2 separate regions of the Oryctolagus cuniculus genome follow, and region 2 is linked to region 1. A link is a contact called in public Micro-C data. All regions are on one chromosome and are shown on one strand. The core of a region is the stretch at or near the end of the contact, and the rest is flanking DNA. Distances in the headings are between cores, read along the strand shown. Region 1 has its middle 25 kb from the start of TNS4. Region 2 holds the start of IGFBP4 (insulin like growth factor binding protein 4).

Region 1 (7,029 bases), core at 3,006-5,505:
CATACAGAGACTGTAGACCCTAATACGTGACACCTCCTCCACCAGGAAAACGGTTTTAAAGTCTTCAGGGATTAGGTTGGCACTGTGGCACAGCAGGTTAAAGCCCCAGCCTGTAGTGCCAACATCCCACCGGTTCAAATCCCAGTTGCTCCACTTCCGATCTATCTCTCTGTTATGGCCTGCGAAAACAGTAGAAGATGGCCCAAGTGCTTGGGCCCCTGCACCCACGTGGGACAACTGGGAGGAAGCTCCTGGATCCTGGCTTCGGACTGACTGAGTTCTGACCCTTGTGGCCAGTTTAGAAGTGAACCAGCAGATGGAAGATCTCTCTCTCTCTTCTCCATCTTTCTCTCTCTCTCTCTCCTCTCTCTCTCTGCCTCTGCCTCTCTGTAACTCTGCCTTTCAAATAAATAAATAACATTTTTTAAAAATTAAAAAGACTGGAGCCGGCGCTGTGGTGCAGTGGGTTAAAGCCCTGGCCTGAAGCGCTAGCATCCCATATGGGCGCTGGTTCTAGCCCCGGCTGCTCCTCTTCTGATCCAGCTCTCTGCTGTGGCCTGGGAAAGCAGTAGAAGATGGCCCAACTGCTTGGGCCCCTGCACCCACGTGGGAGACCCAGAAGAAGCTCCTGGCTACTGGGTTCGGATGAGCGCAGCTCCGGCCATCGCGGCCATCTAGGGAGTGAACCAGAGGATAGAAGACCTCTCTTTCGGTCTCTACCTATCGCTGTAATTCTGTCTTTCAAATAAATCTTTAAAAAAATTTTAAAAAGACTTCCACATGAGTGCATCTCCATGGTTTCAGCTCCTGTAAAGTGTGGAAGTTAAGAGAGATGCAGGGACAACAGGCCTTTCCCAAACCGTGCTCTGTGTCTGTGACCCAAGCGGCGCTCGCAGGCGTCTAGAGCTCCACGTCCCAAGACAGAGCTGTTGCCATCTCACGGCTTCTGCACACCACGGGGCCAGAGACGCTCAGCAGGGTCTCCCGCTGCACATCCCGCCCACGGGAACCAAGGGGTCAGCAGCACCGTGCTCAGCCCAGGGCTCAACTACGGTAGGACCCACTTCCCGGCCCTCTCCTGTGGCTGTTGGGGCCTCAGTTTCCCCCCTGTCGGTGCCCTCGGGTCCTTGCCACGTTGGCCGGTCTGTGGGGCACCCCTGGCAGAGCAGCTGACCCTGTCAGGGCAAGCACAGCAGTGAAGACACGACGAACAAGCAGCTTATCTCCCCCGGACACAGGCCGCTTCTTCCTGCCCTGCCCTGCCCTGCCCTGCCCTGCCGCCCTCAAAGCCTCCACTGACTCCTACTGCACCCTCAGCCCGCCCCCAGACCCCCGCCACCCCCCCCCCCGCCCTCACTTGGTTGCAAAGACCCTACTTCCACAGAAGGGCACACTGGCAGACACCAGGGGTTAGGACTTCACTGTATCGTCACACGGGACACAATTCAACCCATAGCAAGGGCACCTTTATGTGTGATTAGCACTTATTCATGAACTGGGCCCCCGCCAGGAAGGATGGTGCCCTGTGATCCTGCCCTGTGATTCCTGCAGCTCTGTTGCCCCACAGGACCTGGGTTCAGGCTCACTGATGATCTGGGCTTGGCAGGAATTCCTTCCTACTCAAAAGCGCTCCAAGGAACAGGGCGGGGTGGAACCTCTTTATTGCAATTTCCAAGTGAGCTAGCAAGGGGAAAGCGAAAGATTTTTTTTCTTTGTCATTTATTTGTTTCGGTATTGCTGAAATACAGAAATTGTTATCAATTTAGAACTATTTATAGGGACTGGCATTGTGGCACAGTAGGTAAAGCACTTGTGACACTGGCATCCCATATCCGAGTGCTGGCTTGAGTCCTGGCTGCTCCACCCCCATCTAGCTCCTTGCTAATTTATAATCATTTATTTATTTAAAACGCAGAGAGACAGAGAGAATGCCCACCTGCTGGTTCCCTCCCCCAACGGCCCCCCAAGCGGCTGGGCCAAGCATCTGGAGCTCAATCTGGGTCTCCCACATGGGAGGCAGGGACCCAGCTGCTGGAGCCCTCCCTGCTGCCTCCCAGGGTGCACATGAGCGGGAAGCTGGAGTCAAGAACAAAGCCAGAACCCAGGCCCTCCCGATGGGAGACGCGGCCTTTCAAGTGGCATCTTCACTGCTACACCAAACACCTGCCCCTAATTTGTACATTTTTTAAACATACGTAACACTTCTTTTTCACCTAGCAGGCCAGCGCTTTGAAGCATCTCTGTTCTGTCTTCCAAAGCACAGTGGGCGGGGCCCAGCTGCGTGGGTGGTGATGCTGCCTCGTGGTGGCTGTCGGACCGACCAGCGAGGCCTCCCCCAAGTGTGGGTGAGTGGCGACTAAAATGCTGCCGATTAAAAGGCCGAAACACTTGAAATTATTCATATATTCATGCACGTATGCGTGTGCGTCTCCTACCAGACTCTAAATCCAAGATGGCAGGTGTCATATTTGTTTTGTATGGTGTTGTATAACCAGCCTCCAGCACAGAGTTTGACACATAGAGGTGTTCAGTGAAAAAGTGTTGAACAAAAGGATGGCAAAGTTAGAGATGGGCCCTATTGATCAGCACGTCTAAGCCGCTCATTACACAACTGGTAGAATTGAAGCGAGAGGGTCTGGGGTGATGCAGTGGGTTAAGCTGTCGCCTATGACACCAACACTCCATATGAGCACAGGTTCAAGTCCAAGTTGCTCTGCTTCTGATCCAGCTCCCTGCTATTGCACCTGGGAAAGCAGCGGAAGATGACCGAAGTTCTGGGGACCTTGCACCCATGAAGGAGACCCAGATGGAGTTCCAGGCTCCTGGCTTTGGCCTGGACTGGACAGACCATTGAGGCCATTTGGGGAGTAAACCAGCAGATAAAAGATCCCTCTGTCTCTCTGTCTGTCTCTCTGTGTCTGCCAACCTGTCCCCACTCTCTGCAACTCTGCCCTTCAGACAAACTAAATAATCTTTTTTTAAAAAAAATTGAAGCTAGAGGGGCCAGCTCTGTGGCACAGTGGGTTAAAGCCCCTGCCTGCAGAGCCAGCATTCCATGTAGGCACCGGTTCGAGTCCCAGTTGCTCCATTTCTGATCCAGCTCTCTGCTATGACCTGGGAAAGCAGTAGAAGATGACCCAAGTGCTTGGGTCCCTGACCCACGTGGGAGACCTGATAGAAGCTCCTGGCTTCTGGCTTCAGATCAGCTCAGCTCTGGCCATTGCAGCCACTTGGGGAGTGAACTGGCAGATGGAAGAACCCTCTCTCTGTCTCTACCTCTCTTGTAACTCTTTCAGAATAAATTAATTAAATCTTTAAAAAAAAAAAAAAAGTTGAAGCTAGAAAAAATTCATGCCACCGAGCAAGTTAGTGCAGCCAGGACTAGAAGAGACTTGTCTTTCTCGGTCCAGGCCCTTACCTTGAAAAATAATAACATGATATACATTTTATAGTAAGATCAAAAGACATATAAACAGCTAAGTAGAGAGAAAGGTTGTCTAATAATTACTAAAAGTTATAAACCAGTGTTTTCATCTAACTTTGCCTTTTCCCTCTGGGGCACGCGTTCAGCAGATGTTGGGGGCCGTGGGTGGGGGTTCATCTCACCCCTCACCTCTCTGAGCTCTGATCCAGCTGAGGAGTGGTCACTGGAGACAAGGGGAGATTAAAATGTCAGCTTTATTGCTGCTCCAGATGGACCCGGGGAAGTGGCTAAGGCCCAAAGCCCACATGGCCTTCCCAGTCCCTCCCCACAGCCCTCCCACTCAGGGCACAGCAGCCGTACCACTGAAGCCCTGTAAGCAGAGGCTGGGCCCGGCCTGCTGGGTGCAGCCTGCAGGAGACAGGAGCAGGGATGGAACGTGCTGCTGGAGTGAAGGCGGGTCCAGACAGCACCAGGAGCAGGCCACGCCCACCCCAACCCAGGCCACGCCCACCCAGGCGTGACCGCCTCCTCTCAGTGAGAAACCCAAGAAGGGGTTACCAAGAAAGTTGAAAGATTTCTGCCCAGTACTTCTGAGAGGCTGTCAGTTTCTGGTTTGGGGGCTGATAACAGAAGGGAGAAAGTTACCCCCCTTAATGATGGCCTCTGACTCACCCAATACTTTTTCATAAAACTGAAAAACTTTTCTGCAGCTCTGATCGTGAGTTTACTGCAAGTAACAGAAAATTGAACAAGTCAGTCATGGAAGCTTCAGGGATACATTTTTCGTGTGTAACAGGAAATCCAGGCAGACCTGGGTTGGTGGGAAGTTCCGTGACGCCGCCAGGGACCAGGACTCCTGTCCTTCTGCCCCGGAATCCTTAGCAAACGCCTTTTGTCTGGATGCTCATGAGATCCCACCTGCACTTCCAGGTGTCTCTACGTTCCTGGCAGGGGCTCGGAAGACAAAGGTAGGGCTAAGCCCATCCCTTTTATCAGGAAAACAATGGCTTTTCCCAAACTCCCACTCAGTAAGTCTGTGCTATCCTCTCATTGGTCAGCATTGTGTCATCTGCGCCACCCCTCTGGAAGGCAGCCAATGACGTTTATTTTTTAACTTGGCAAACGTGGATTCTTCCACGTGAAGGAAGGAGGCGGATGGATACTGGCTGGCCGCAGGACCTGCCACAAAGCACAAACTTCACAAAACAACGATGAAAGAAAACCCAGAAAATATTGTCAAAGAATTGCTCTTAAAGCAAGGCTTGGGACTTTGTTTGTTTTGGAAAACACTCAAGAAAGAGAGAATTCCCTGTGCACTTTTGGAACATAAAAAGATTGAAAGCTTAGTTCAGTTTACAGAAAGGCATAACCCTGCTTCCTAAACCTAACAGAAAACACACCCTCAACAAGCTGCTTGATGTATTAACACAGCACACTAAGCTAATTCCCTCTCCCTTTGTTCTGTTACAGCTCTTGGCCAAATAAGTTCCAAAGAGTATGTCAGAAGTGCACTTTCTTAGGCCTTACGTATATTTTGTTTTTAACATTGTATTTATTTATTTAAGAAGCAGAGTTACAGAAAGAGGAGGAGAGACAGAGAGAGAGAGATCTTCCATCTGCTGGTTCACTCCCCAAATGGCCACAGCGGCCAGAGCTGGGCCAGTCCGAAACCAGGAGCCGGGAGCTTCTTCCAGGTCTCCCATGCGGGTGTAGGGGCTCAAGGACTTAGGCCATCTTCCACTGCTTTCCCAGGCCATAGCAGAGAGCTGGGTTGGAAGATGAATAGCCAGGACTAGAACCGATGCCCATATGGGAAACCGGCACTGCAAGTGGAGGCTTAGCCCACTATGCCATAGTGCTGGCCCTGTCCCTAAGTATCTTAAGACATCTTTGACCTGCAGTCATCCTCAGGGGACAGTTTAGCTGAGTACTGAATTTTTCCTTAAGTGACTGTGCCACAGAAACTTACAGTCTTTGCTCCATTGTGCTAGTGGGAAACACTGTGAATTTCTGATTTTTCTTTCTTTGTAGGTGACTGTTCTCTCTCTGGAAATTTTAGAGTCTTCTTATATTTCCAGGGTATTCTGGAATCTCAAAACCATGTATGTTCTTTTTTAAAAAAAGATTTTGTTTATTTACTTATTTGAAAGAGTTGTGGCACGGGAGCGGGGGGGGTCCTCCATCTGTTGGTTAACTCCCCAGATGGCCGCAACAGCCAAGGCTGAGCCAGACCAAAGCCAGACGCCTGGAACTTCATCCAGCTCTCCCATGTGGGTGCAGGGGCCCAAGCACTTGTGCCTTCCTCCACTGCTTTCCCAGATGCATTGGCAGGGAGCTGGATTGGAAGTGGAGCAGCTGGGACTCCAACATACTCATATGGGACGCCAGGTCACAGGTGACAGCTGAACCCGCTGCACCATGACACCAGCCCCCACGTTTGTTCTTTATGCTGGGGCTTGATGAGCCCTGTGTGTCAGAGGGCTTGAATGTTTTTGGTCTGCGAAATTCGGTTCAATTATTTATTTGAAAATTCCCTTCCCCTGCTTTCTCTCCCAGAAATACTTTTTATTTAATCATGGACCTCCTGTGTTGACTTTTTTCCATCTCTTATCTTTTCTCTAATAAAATTGTTTCTTTCCCCAATTGCCTCATTTTCTGAGAGATTGCCTTGACCTTAACTTTCCACTTTTGCACTGAATTTTAATGACACTGTTATGTCCAAGGGCTTTTTTTGTTTTCTAACCGTTCTTTTTTCATAGCACTGTTTTATAGCTCCAGTGCCTTCTTGCGAATGCTTTACGGTCTCTTCTGCCTACGATCTGTGTGTTTCCTCAAAGGTCTTATTTTCAGTTTATGTAGCTTCGTCTTTCTAAGTCATATTTCAGCCTTCCTCTAATAGCTTCTGGCTTTTGGTTTCTGCTGGTAACTAAGACAGGAAAGTTTCCTGGCAGCTCTGTAACGCGCATAGGAGGACAGCCTGTTTCAGAGCGAGCTGGTCTCTGGGTCTCAGGACTCCTAAATACCAGCCTACAACAGGCTTCGCTCTAAACAGCACCTCAGAACCCTGCTGCCCTGGTCTCTCTCAGACACTTTAACTCCTTTAAAGACCCTCCATCTGGGAGGGGGAGGGGGCAAAGCAAACACTGGCTGAGCCTTGTACAAACGCGGCTCAGGAAGTTCCTGGTTCCGCCCCCACCCCCCTTCTAAGCCGCACAGCCCCTCGGAGTTCTACTCCGCAGGCAGTCAGCACGGCCGGTGGCCGGATCCTAGGCTTCTCCAGGCCTCTTGGGGGCGGGGGGAGGAGGAGGAACAGGGTCAGCCCCCACCCCGCCGCGTGCATTCCAGACCGCAGCTTCTTCTACTCCGCTCCCTCCCCCACGTCAGCATCCTCAAGCCACTCCTCCAGGAATTTTGAGATTTCTTTAGAGCACAGGGGGCCCAGTTTCTCTTCGGAAGGATTCACGTGGCTTGAGTCAGGCCCCTGGGATTCCGAATCCCACCTGCTTGGTGAGCCCTTCACAGCTGCACACGGAGAGACACGCCCCCCCCCCCAACACCACGCTGTCTCTCTAATCACTTACAAGAAACCCAAGAATATGCAGAAA
Region 2 (6,910 bases), core at 3,981-6,480, 69 kb after region 1:
CGGCCAGCTGCCCACCACGGGGGTGTAGGGCAGTAGAGGCCTCAAGGGTCCTACTAGAAGACGGAGTGCAGGTTCTGTAACAACTGCTTTCCCATGTGGAGTGTCTGTGAGCAGAAAATCACAAACGATTACCCCCTCAGGGGACTGCTAGCAGACGTTTGGGGTGTTTGGGAGGGCGACTGAGCGCGCTCACTGAAACCTTGGGCTGCGGAGAGCACAGGGCGAGCCTGGATGTGGAGTTCCTGTGCTGGAGTTGGTCTGGCCTGAGTCACCTGGAGAGGGTTGCCAGCAGCCTGCCTGGCCTCCCCCTGGTTGGGCTCCCCAAGGCCAAGCCCACCGAGCCCTAGTTCCTGCCCAAGCTTACACTAGAGCCCTCCAGAGAGGGACAACAGCTCCTTACTCTCACCAGGACAGGGAGCCACCAAGGAATCCCGTCCTCCCACTCACACACAAAAGGATGGACACCCAAGAACCACAAACAAACACATAATCACATGACCACGCACACCATGCGTTCACAAGAGCACACCCACGGGCACTCTGGCACTCGGACCCGGCCCCGGTCAGAGACACAGACCTTGGACAGGGCACTAGGGTTTCCCCAGTCTCTGTACCCTAGGCTGTTGACTTTCCATCTAATCTCTAACTTTGCCCTGCCCAGGCTTGCTTGCCTGGCACACTGAGGACCCACCCCAGGATCCGCCCCTAGGCACTGGGCTTTGGGGGGTAGAGGTTACAGCACTGGGTCTCCCAGCTCCCAGAACCGCTTGCATACTTGCTACTTCTGCTAGAGTTCCAGCTGCCTGGTGCTGTTCACTCCCATGGTGCCCTCTGGAAAAAATTCATGCCCATGCCCGCGGGCTCCCCACTACGCAGAGGCTGGAGTCAGACGTAGCCCCCTGAAAGGTCTCACTTCCGAAAAGCCTGTGTGGGATATGGGGCTTCCAAGGCAGGCTGGGGCTCCTCCTCAGCCGCCCATGGGTGCTAGCTAACGGACACCCACACGTGGCAGCTGTGGTCTCTGCTGAGCAAGGGAAGGAGTCCAGAGCGAGGAGAGGCTGACAGTGTGTGGTGGAAGATGGAGGAGTTCCTCCTCCTTGCTGTGTGATTTCCCCCACCACGGGACCCCCCCCCCCATGTCCAGCCCCTCCCATGAGCCGGCCAGGCTGGGAGCCGAGCGGCCCAGTCATTCAGACACAAAGCTCCAGCTGCAACCTGGGGACTCACTCACCTGCTCAGCCAGAAAGACATTTCCCGAGGAGGACAAGCCAGGACCACCTGTGTGGAGCCCAGGCCCCTTCTTTGAGGGCTGACTTGGGAAGCCCCTCACCTTTGTGCTGTACTACTGGCCTGGGCCTGAAGAGCCTGCTAAGGCAGTGGGGCTCTCCTCGTGCACACAGCAACAAGAGGCCCCAAAGTCCACCCACCCCTTAGTTCCTCTGAATGTCCCCCCAACTCTGCTCCCTTGTCCTACTGGTCCTCGAGTCCCAGCAGCAACCCTTTCTTCATTGCCATCCTCATCAACGTCAGCTTACTGAGCCTTGCTCCTTGCCAGACGTTCCCACCCTGCGAGGCAGGTCCTGTCACCATCCCCATTTCACAGCTGAGCAAACTGGACGGGCAGACTTAACTCGCAGCTCCTACGTCTTTAAACGGAAAAGATTCTTGATCGCCGAGGAACCAACTGGTAATATTGCTTTGCCAATACTACAGGAAAAATGCCAAGCAGCCCTGCTCCTCCAGCCCTCCTCCCCCAAGGCATAGAATTTCTGGGAAGGCCGGCTCCCATGTCATGCCTGGATTCCCAGTACTGAAGTACGGAGGACAATATTTGCTGCGTTGACTAAAAATTAACCCAGCCTCCCTGTTCCCTAACCCTGTCCCAGAGGGACCCAGGGCCCAGTTTAGGAACTCCCTGTCCAAGGCTGATCTCCCCACTGAACACTCCCCCAGATTCCACGAGTGGAGGGTCAGGACCCCGAGGCAGAATTGTGGACTTGTGACGCACATGTCCCGCTCCACCTCTGGCGGCCACAGCCGTGTTAATCCACAACCTGGCTGCCTGGAGCTGGCTGGAGATGGACGGGTGGGGGAGGGTGGGGAGGGTGGGGAAGACCTGCCCCTGGTGCACAGCAGCGGCAGCTGAGCCATAGCTGGCCGAGGAGGAGGCAAACCAAGGGAATGCCTGTCCCCAACCACCTGCTGAAGCTCAGCCCCAAGAGGAAGACGCAGAGAACCGCCTGATGCCCTCCACCCAGCATTCCTGGGCTGCAGGGGGCAGATTGGGGTTGGGCTGCGGGAGGGGACCCCCAGGAGGGACAATGCCCTATTGACAGTATAAGGCTAAAGAGGGTAGCAGGATAGGGTCTGAGCCCTGGTCACCTTCTCTCACCAAAGACCCTGCAGAGCTGCTGCACAACTCTAGGGGGCGTCCTTCCCCTGGTGCAGCGTGGCCCAGGCCGTGGTAGGGGAGGACTTCTCTGATGACCAGGAGGTGACAGCGCATGGACCCTGCCTACCAAGCAGGTACCTAGCTTCCCCGACCCTCCTGATTCCCCCTTCGCCCCCTCCAGCTGCCTGCATCTTCAGCATGGGTGGAGGACAAAGCAAAGAGGGAAGGGGGAGACACATTAGCCACCTGGGCTCCGAAATCCAACAGGGACCTGAAGCCAACCCACTCCTAGTCACCTCTGCAGGCCAGTTTGCCTTGTGTCCACAGGGCAGCCACCAGCTGTCCGTGCCAAGCCGTGCGACAGGGTCAGACTATCCTCCACCAAAGAATGGGGTCTTCCTACCTAAGCAAAGCAGAAGACCCTCTGAGGGCTCCTCTGTTCCAGTGGGCAAGAGAGGAGGAGGCGGCCATCTTTATCTGGTGCCAGACACCCGCCAGCCAGCGGAGGGTGGAGAATTCAAAAGGAAACTGGCCCCCGTTGTACCCAAGGAGCCCAAGGGCTCAGCCCTCACTCCCAGCCTCACTGGTGCTGGCATCTGTGCCCCAAGATCAGCAACTTACTCCCCAGGACCCCTCCTCCCGACGAGCTGGGTGCCAGGCTGTTTTCTGCTGACCCATCTCTCTCTGCCCAGGGGCAGGAAGGGCAGCGAGGCCAGAGGCCCGGACCCCTGGGGTCCACCTCCTTCCTGTTTTCCCTGCATCCTGCTCTCCTCCAGCTAACAGGCGGCAGAAGATTGAGGAAGTGGAGCGGTCTGGGACCCTGGGCAGGAAGCTTGGGGCCAGAGTCCCAGCATCCGGACTGCAACAATGGAAGCTTGAAGCACCAGGAAGAGAGACAGACACAGAGGCACAGGGAGAGCGAAACAGACGGAGCGGGAACAAGAAACGGAGGCAGAGATACAGACAGGCAGAGAGGGTCCAAGGGGAGCAGAAAGATAAAAACAGTGATGGAAAGACCAGGCAGCAGAAAAATGGAAAGCGAGATGAAAGTGAGAGGCCGTGCGACAGAAACAGAAGCGTGGAACAAGCTGGCGAGAGAGCGCGAGCGAGAGAGAGAAACTGAGAAAGAGAACTCAGGACGTCGTTAGTGAAACTGGCTGCTGAGAGACAAAGCAGGAAAGAACAAAAGAACACAAGGCCGAAAGAGACATGGGAGAGAAGCTGAGACCGGCTCACTGAGGAATGGAAACAGAGAAAGTGTAAGAATGAGGTTAGGGCTAAAAGGTCTCTCTCCCGCCCTCCCCATCGCTATCCCCTATCCCACACCCACGAGGTTTCCGCAGCTCTGGGCTGGGAGCCAAGACTTCTCTTCTGCCAGCTCACGTGGCACCTGCCAGGAAGAGGGAGCAGGGGAGCTTGGAGACCAGGCCGGGCAGAGACCCCTGTCTTTGCACAGCCCTCCAACAGCAAGGTGAGCTGCCTACGGCTTTGGGGACGGGCAGCCTGGCAGCCTGGCAGCCCTCACCACCAAAGGCCACCTCCTTTGTATTTCCCACTCCACCACGTGAGGATGTCCAGCTCTGGCTCCTCAGCCCCTGGGGTTTCACCGGCGTCCAGGGTGAGGGGCAGGCCCTGGTTCAGGAACAGAGCTGTCCCCACCCCCACTCCACCCCCATGCTCCAGTTCACTGGCCGTGGACAGCTCTCTTGACCAGACCTGGTCACTACATTTGCCACTCTGTCACCAGCAGCCAGACCTCTTCCCAGATAGCACCGGTGGGAGATTTGAGACATAGGGATGGGACACAGTCCCCTTAGCCGTGGCAACAGGCTGTTGGGAACTGGGGAGCAGTTTCTTTGGCTGAGCCTGTCCCGTGCCAGTCAGGCCCTGCCACGTCCCTGCCTTCTCCTCAGCTCACGGGGGATTTTTCCAGGGCCTTCCAGGCCAGCCGGAGGAGGGAAGAGCGCACCAAGAGGTCGAGCGAGGGCAGGGTGTCTTACCAGAGGGCTGCATGCTTGCCTGGATGGCCTCGATCTCCGCCAGCTCCATGCACACGCCTTGTCCTTGCATCAGCGTGTGCAGGGGTTTCTCCACCCCCCGGGGCGGGTAGCAGCGCAGGCCCGAGCCGCAGCGCTGGGTGTACACCCCGCAGGGCATCCCCAAGCCCAGGGCGCAAGTGGCGCAACAGCCGCAGCCCGGCTCCCGCACCAGCTCCTCGCAGCCCACGGGGGGGCGGCAGCGCGCCAGCTTCTCCTCGGAGCAGGGCGGGCAGTGGATGGCTTCGTCGCCCAGGCTCGGCTGGGGCCCGGAGGCCAGCAGCAGGGCGACCACGAGGCAGAGGGACAGCATGGTCGGGCGAGGACGGGGCGGGGAGCGCGGGCGCGCAGGCGGGTAGCTGGGGGCACGCGGCGGCAGCGCCCGGCGCGCCTGGAAGACCCGACCCGGAGGGCGCTGGGAGACGGGGCGGCCGGGCTGGAGGACCGGGACGGATTCGGGGAAGTTAGCAAGCGCGCCGGAGCGGAGCGAGCCTGGCCGCGCGGGCGCTGCGCCGCATCCTCGGCCTGGCCTAGGCGGGCGGCGGGCGGCGGGGGCTGGGGGCTGAGCGGCTGCCCGGGACCGGCTCCCCCCGCGGACTTTATACCGGCCCCTGGCCACACCCCCAGCGCCTTCCCAGAGGTGGGGGAGCCCGGGCGGGCGAGGGGGAGAGGGAGAGGCGGCCGTTAGGGGGAGGGGGCGCTGTCCTGAGTCGCCGCCGCCGCTCCAACATCTGAAAGTCCTTTGCTGCCGAAGAAGGAAGCGGCGCGGTTGGGAAGCTTTGCAGGCGCCCAGGGCGCCTCTGAACCCGAGTCGGGAGGGGAGAGCGGGAGAGGCGAAGCGAAGGGGCTGGGTTTGGCCCCCTCCCCCCACCAATCTCAGAGGATTCTGCCCCACCCCCACCGACGCTGCCCTCAGTCCCCACTAAGAACAGAACCTTCCCGCCAGGACTCCCTGCTCTGCGAATTCAATGTCCCTGGCCGGAGTCCTTCCCACCCCACCCCAGGGCTTCCAGGCTTCTGCTGGAGATCGGGCCGTGTGGGGTGGAGAAGGAGGCACAAGCACCCAGCGAGGGGTCAGGAAGGCCTGGCGGCCCAAGACTCTCTTCCCGCTGAACCCTTGCAACCTCCCCTTTCCCCAGGATCCCCCAAGGCTCATCCGGACCCTGGTCCACTCTGCCTTCTCTGGCGTGGAATCGACTGAAGGCCTGGGAGGGAGGAGAGGTGCCAAGCCTCTTCTTTCCTGGGTGTTTGCTTCAACTGTCCCAACGCACTCCTGGAAGGAAAATTGGCCTGCGGGATTGCCCACTCACAACACTCTCGGGTTGCGTCTGAACAACTTCGGGGACACTGCTCTTGCAGCCATTGTGTATTTGTGTAGTTGTGACGGTTTCCCAGCAGGTGGCAGTCAAGGGTTTGAGGAAGGGGGTGCCTTTTTCCAACTTGGGCTAGCATGGGGCTGTTCTTCCACTCTGTGATGTCCTATATCCCCAGCCCTTGCCCCAATCCTGCTGGGATTGAGAGGAGCCAGAGAATAGCATTTGGTGCAGGGACCCATCTCCTAAGGTCTTTCTCGGATACCCTAATCCCTGCCAGTCCGCCCACACAGAGGTTTCTGCTATCTTGCAGCTTGTTTAAGGCTAAGGGCACCTGTCCAGGCGTGATCTGTGGCCCACAGTGCACTGATTGGTTTTTTGCTTGGCCTGCAAAGCTGTGGGGCAACCAAGCTGAAGTGCAGCTCGAAGACTCCCTTTCGTACTTCGTCTTGTAGGGCAGGAGTCTTTCGGCCTCGCGGAGTCTGAGCCACCTCTGGCTTTCTGCAAGTGCAGGCTGCCCGAGTGCTTGCAGGGAGACCGGGCTGGAAGCCGGACCACGGGACAGACCAAAAAGTTGCAAACTGGCGGCACCTACTGGCAACTATGAAGACTGCAGAGGGCTGGAGCGATGGCCCAGCACAAGGCTCTGGGATTCTCTCCATCCCCTCAGGGATGAAATGGGGTCCCTTCTGCCCCTTCTGCCTTGGATTAAAAATAAAAAAAGGACAGACAGAGCCAGGTTCCTCAGGTCCTTGAGAAGAGCCCAGCCTGGCCTAATTCAGAGAAGTGCCCCCTCAGCCCCGTTCCTCTACTTGCAATACCTTTGGACCCCGTTCTGCCTCCAACCTGTCCTCTGACCTTAGAGCTTAACAGTTCCTAACTCCATCATCTCCACTCATCCTACCTGTCGAAGCTCTTGTGAGAATACCATGGTACCAAGAAGGATAGTTCTGATCCCGGTGCCAGGCTATTCCCTATACAGCAAACCGGGAAGGCATAAGGTACTGCCGGGTCCTGGAGGCAGAGGGGGCAGGAGAGGCTGGACAGGGCCAAGAGGCATACCTGGGCAAGCATGTGTGCAGGTATGTGTGGGAAGTCCAGAGAGGTTTCCAGGTGAGACAGAGGTCCGCTCTGATCCCAGTACCTCCCCCAGCCCCCAGTCCTCAGAC

The links. Hi-C and Micro-C count contacts between places; a contact is called where the count stands out from the background.
Region 2: a Micro-C map of ear pinna shows a contact between it and region 1, with 4 times the contacts expected there. The contact joins the promoter of IGFBP4 here to the enhancer-like site in region 1. A contact is called at or near these places in 5 of 6 Hi-C or Micro-C datasets (ear pinna, embryonic fibroblasts, liver and 2 more).

The regions. Positions count from the first base shown.
Region 1 is chr17:21,980,531-21,987,559 of mOryCun1.1, forward strand. No RefSeq gene overlaps it. Among named protein-coding and RNA genes, the nearest start is that of TNS4, 25 kb to the right of the region's middle. Within about 2 kb of position 4,256, at least 2 of the 8 cell types and tissues checked have an H3K27ac peak or open chromatin away from gene starts, as enhancers often do. A contact at or near this core is called in ear pinna, where this site is marked.
Region 2 is chr17:22,048,755-22,055,664 of mOryCun1.1, forward strand. IGFBP4 (insulin like growth factor binding protein 4) reads right to left here and starts at 5,231. Exons shown (of 4, transcript XM_002719357.5): 1 at 4,393-5,231. The coding sequence starts at 4,741. It overlaps LOC138846090 (a long non-coding RNA gene), which reads left to right and starts at 2,120. Exons shown (of 2, transcript XR_011383479.1): 1 at 2,120-3,863; 2 at 5,568-6,475.